Linked DNA regions of Mus musculus: region 1 is linked to region 2. A link is a contact called in public ChIA-PET data. All regions are on one chromosome and are shown on one strand. Each heading gives the region's core, a stretch centred on a gene start, on an enhancer-like site or on the middle of the called end of the contact. The rest is flanking DNA. Distances are from core to core; before and after follow the strand shown. Region 1 has its middle 90 kb from the start of Gm33782. Region 2 has its middle 15 kb from the start of Gm40747.

Region 1 (2,700 bases), core at 128-2,627, 120 kb after region 2:
TTTAAAAAGTCAACATCCAAGTATCTTGACATTTTTCAAATCGGAAAATCCAACCCAATGGTAGGAAACAGAGGCGTGGAGAGGCACGGAGCTACAGTGAAACCATTTTGACCAGAAACTCAAAGGAGCTCTCATATCAGGTTTTCCCTGATATCGTTAATGATAGCACCAGGGTACCGTTCCAGGGACTGGTTTCTGCATCACAGGGACAAACCTGCCTTTCAGTGGTCATCTGAGCAGAAGGCCACAGAAATAAAAGCAACTGACTCCCTACTCCCATGCAAATTCTATCCCTCTGCCAAAATATCTCATTGCCAGTTCTGGGTTTTAGACTCCAAAAGAGCTCTGGCTGTATAACCTCACATTGTTGCTGTTAAATGTTCTATCGATCAATGAAGAACAAGAGACAGCCCGTTCTTCCTGGAGAGTAGCTACTTTAGAAATTAGTAAGGATTAGTAAACCCTTGTTTAAACATCTCTTTGGAATGGCTCCGAAAGGTTCCCGTGAAACAACGAAGTTATTGTTCACCCCAGGAGTCTAATTTCCCTGGGAATCACACTTTCCTACCTGGTTCCATTGCTCTGTGGTTGAACGTGTATTAAGTCTGACATCCATGTATAACCCAGAGGGACAAATGGGTTCCTCTTGTAAGCCCTCATTGCCACGGGCTCTATTTGTAATCAGACAATCAATATGGTTAGCATGTGCCAACTTCGCCGGCGGAGAATAAGTGAGGCTGTTTGAGCCCAGGACACTGGAGAAAGCGTGTGAGGAAGCCGTGTGAATGGGGCTCATTGTTGGCCTGGATTTTAAACGTTCTCGTTTTTCACAACATTTTATGGAGAGCTCTTAAAAGGCCTTTATTGATAGAGATACTCATTAAATGCCAGTTTTAAAAGGAGAGTTGTTGATGTAATGTCATACAATCTGCTTATGCATAAAGCCTTTTTTATTCTGGTGTTCTGACGAGTGCTTTGCCATGCCAGCCCTCCCACCACATCCCAAGACACAGAAACTCCTCCTCTAGACGAATGCTCTGAAATGCGGGGCTGTTATTAGATCAGATGCCATAGATGGCTGGACCTTTCCTGCGTGCTTGTCTTTCACTGTCAAAACCAACCCTGATTTACTCAATGCACAACCAGTAATTGAACATCTGCCATATAATGCAGAAAAACCAGAGAAAGATGGTATTGTTGTTGTTGTTGGTTGGTTTTGGTTTTTTTTTTTCTTTCTAAAGGAGCTAGTTAGATTTTACTGTGAAAAAGAGACATGCAAATTAGTTAACAGCCGTGCATTGCACCAAGCTTGAGGGAATGGGGCTGGTGAAGTCTGAAGTCAGACAGTTCAGCATGTGACTTAGGACCGCAGCTTAGGGAGGGACTGAAGGTGTGGGCGGGTGCTGGTGAGAAAGGAGAAAGGCAAGCTTGAGACAGCACACATGTGAAGGAGCTCAATGGAGCCATTCCACAACCTGTGCGTACAGCAAGCCATCATGTTACGTGCCACCAACAGATGTGGTTGTTAACTATGAAAAAAATTTACCAGGAAAAACAAGACAACGTATTAGCGATAAAAGACACCAATGAAATCCTTGGAAGGGAAGAGAAAGAGGGAGGGAAGAATAGGGGGGAAACAAGAGAGGGACGATGGGAGGGAGGGAGGAAACTGCATATACCCAGGCTCCAGCACAACTCAATTTCAAGGTGGGAAGGGCACTGAGTGCTCTCAGCTTTCCTAGTCTCCCCCTCATGGCTTTTGATGCTCAGTCAACTTTGAAAACCCTTAGCTGGGATCAGATTCTCTAGCTCTGCTGCAGATTAGAGTAACTGGGGCAGCTCCTCAAACTCCCAATGCTCAGGCCCCACCCCAGTCCCGCAGGCCAGACTCAGGTGAGTCTGGATCCCTAGCGTTTCATACACTGGGCATGGAGACACCGATCAGTAATCCCCAACAAGCAGGAGGTGGAGATGGGAGGGTTGTAAATTCAAGGTTATCCTTAGCTACAGAGCACGTTTGAGGCTAGCCTGAGCCACAGGAGAGCCTACCTCAAAAGAACAAATAGCAACAAAAGAAGACCTGCCTTCCAATATGTTATTTCCAAGCAAAAATTATTTGGAGTTCTCTTTTATTATCTACACATTTTGCCTCCTGGTCTTTGCTTCCCTACCAGAGCTTTCTAAAACAGAAAGACCTGGATGCAGATACCTCAGAATAGGGTGACACAAAGCCGGAGGAGCGACAGACAGGCAAGGGCAGCTTTGGACTTGTTTTTGTCTGGCTTAACCGGGAGGATACTGGAGTAAGACCATCTGCCCTTCAAGAAATCAAAGCCAGACACAGGAAGTGGGCGGGAAGACCCTCCAGCAGCCCCAGCTGCCTGGGCCGGGCAGCTGCACAGACCCCTGTTGTTGGCAGACAAGGCAAGGTCTTTTCAGTCTTGTGACCATCAACCCATCCCCAGTGCTGGTGGGGAGGGCACTGCCATTCTTTCTATGACTGATCGCAACAGAATGTGACAGTTGTTTGGGGTGACAGGTTTCCTGGGGGCTCTGCCTTCAACAAGAGCCATTGTGCAGAGGGCGTGTCCTGGTGCCAATGTCACAGGCAGGGGAAGACCCGAGTGGTCCTTTCATTTATATATGACAACATTTCCAAGGAACAGATGGACAGAAATCTTAAGCACTAGCCATCTTCCT
Region 2 (2,700 bases), core at 179-2,678:
TATATGTTCTTGACAAATCTAGGTCCAGTATCACAGAAGCCTCTACGCAAAGCTTGCTTGTATCACAGCCATGCCTTACTCCAGAATGAATGACCCAATAGAGAGTGTTAGAGCTGTACTCATAGTGAGAGTGGTGATGCTTTCTTAATCCAACTTTGGAGACATTGTGTCACTTCTGCCACAGTGTATTAGAAATACAGCAGTGATTTCAGTGCACAGTCAAGGGAGAGGGGGAAGATTATCAAGGACATGAAGGCTAGGGAGCAGGAGTTGCTGGAGACCATGTGAGAGGAATCCTACCACAATCAAGAGTTCTTGGTCCACATTAACCGTCCAACTCACATAATTTTAAGAGAACAGGATACTTGTAGGTAGAACACGGAAGCATCTCAGAATTGAAAACTGCAACCCAGAACCAAAGGACCCTGCAGCACTGTGTAGAGCACAGTGGTTATCTCTTCTCCGGGACTTCTATTTTTGTTGTTTTAACATCGAAGCTTTCTTTATTTCTCCTTTTTACACATAGATGTTTCTTCTGGGACTCCTTTGCTAGTTTCTTTTCTCATTCCTAGATTTTAAATATCAAAGTGCTGCAGGGATCAGTCTTCAAGCCGCTTCTGTTTTCCTCTGACCCCAGCTCTTAGAGGGTAGCTTAGAGCACTGTACTTTCAGTGGTATTTGCACGCTAAATAATTTCTTTATTAGGACAATTCTGACTGGTGTAACAAATAGAATTTAAAATACTTAATGACTATGCATGGTAGACAATTGTTTTTAGCTGATGGGAAGTGTAAGATGAGTAGTCTGGATCAGTTGACAGGGTCCCTTGAAATGAAAATGTAGGTTTCTTCCATTGGGGGCAGCGGGGTTCTGGGGTCTTCAATTCATAGCTTTAAAGATTCCCATATGTGTTGACAGCAAGCCCAGAAAGCATGGGAAAAGAAAAAGTCTGGAAGCTCAAGTATAAAGGGTTTCTAGTGGGTGAGACCTAACACAGTACTCAGCTTTGTTCATATGATTCAGACTGTGATTCTGTTGTGGGCTCAGATTAAATGACAAGGGTGTCTGGAAGCTTCACTCTAGATCCAGGAAATAGACAGAGGGGTTTGTCTCTAATCACACTTATCATTTTTCGCCATCTTCGCTCATTTCCTCAACTCTTCTCTTTCGTATCAATATATCTGTTACTGATTTGCTACCTAATTGGTACCTGATTGTGTTAACACTCAGTGTGTAAAGTAAGGACAACGGAAGGGGAATGGCATCTCCTGCAATCACTGGCTTAAATATCACAGAGGAGATTTAGTGACTCTGCCTAAGTCACCTGACTTCCTCTTGCCCCAGTCACTGTCTCAGGGAGACGCTTTGTTCTGATTGGTCTTGTCTCCTCTGTTACCAGGAAGACTGAACCTTGCTACAAGCATTCGATGCAGCCACTGGAAATGTTTCTGTGGCCTGAGTAGTTGCCACAACTGGTGCTTCCCTCACAAAGTGTTGACAGCTGTGCAAAACACAGAAGTTGAGGTTTGGCCAGCTATGGTATAGACCTTACCTCAGCAGTTTTATTTGGCTCATGTGACAAACCATACCAGACATTGGCATGCACATATTTTTATTCATTTATTCATTGCTTCTATAGTAAAGAACAGACCTAGGCAGGACCCTGTATGTGAGATGCACACTTCTATTATGATATGCTAGAGAAAATAGGCATTCAGGGAGCATAGCTCATTTTCTTGTGATGCACAAATCATCCAGTTTAGCTTCACCTCAGCTTTGTGACTCAACCTAATTAACATCACTACCTGAATCCATGCGGAGTTTGTGGGGGTTGCTTCTTAGATACCACCATTGGATGAGAATAAAAGCTAAGGTTTCTGTCAGTATACCAGCTAGAGGAAAAAAAAATCACATAAAAGTTCTCTGTTCTCTTTAATGAAGTTTGCCAGGGAGAGTCTGATTTCAAGGCCATTTCCTCTAAGATAGCCATGAATACATTGCACTTACTTATAATTGATTGAAACAGTATCTCCCGGAGCAGCTTCCCCAGAGCAGGCAAACTAGGAGATAGACAGGTAGGTCAGGGGTCTGATGCAGACTTTGATTGCAAATTGGATATTTCTCCGCTAAAAGCACTTTGGCTGCCGACATCAAACTGAACAAGAAAAGCCATCATGGTCTTTCCCCCATGGTATCCAAAGAGTGAAGCTCTCAAAGTGAGGTTTCTCAGGCCCATAGTATCCGTGTCACCTGTACATTTATTAGAGACGTGAATCCTCGAGCCCCACTGCAGTCTTACTGAATCAGAGACCCCGAGGTTAAGGCCCAGACCACTGTGTCACATACTCTGGAGGAGATGTGGTGTCAGCTCAAATTTTAGAACAACTCTTTTGACCATTAATAGTGATTTTTTTTTCCAGACAATGACTAAAATGAAACTTGACCTTTTCTTGGCTCTACATTTCTGTTGGTATTTTATCTAGAAGTGAAAGTGGTTTTGGTGCAGTTAATATCCCACTTCTAACAACTTCGACCACAAGGAATAAGAAAAACCTGAGCATTGCATGCAGCCGGTATTTCATCTTAAACCTGGTAAAACTATACTTGATGTTTAAGCAAACCTGCCCCTACCAGCTCTTTGAGTAGAAGGACATAGTTTTCGCTTTGCTCTCTATTCTTCCAACCACTCTCCAAAACACA

The links. ChIA-PET counts read pairs in DNA pulled down with a chosen protein or histone mark.
Region 1: a contact with region 2 is called in an RNA polymerase II ChIA-PET map of effector CD8 T cells, with 32 read pairs. The contact joins two enhancer-like sites. A contact is called at or near these places in 4 of 484 Hi-C or Micro-C datasets (B cells, CD4 T cells and nephron progenitors), 2 of 115 datasets of contacts at active chromatin or transcription factors (bone marrow-derived dendritic cells and effector CD8 T cells) and 1 of 9 other capture datasets (embryonic stem cells).

What each region holds. Positions count from the first base shown.
Region 1 is chr10:96,397,379-96,400,078 of GRCm38.p6, forward strand. No RefSeq gene overlaps it. Among named protein-coding and RNA genes, the nearest start is that of Gm33782, 90 kb to the left of the region's middle. Within about 2 kb of position 1,378, at least 102 of the 459 cell types and tissues checked have an H3K27ac peak or open chromatin away from gene starts, as enhancers often do. A contact at or near this core is called in B cells and effector CD8 T cells, where this site is marked.
Region 2 is chr10:96,272,758-96,275,457 of GRCm38.p6, forward strand. No RefSeq gene overlaps it. Among named protein-coding and RNA genes, the nearest start is that of Gm40747, 15 kb to the left of the region's middle. Within about 2 kb of position 1,429, at least 111 of the 459 cell types and tissues checked have an H3K27ac peak or open chromatin away from gene starts, as enhancers often do. A contact at or near this core is called in B cells and effector CD8 T cells, where this site is marked.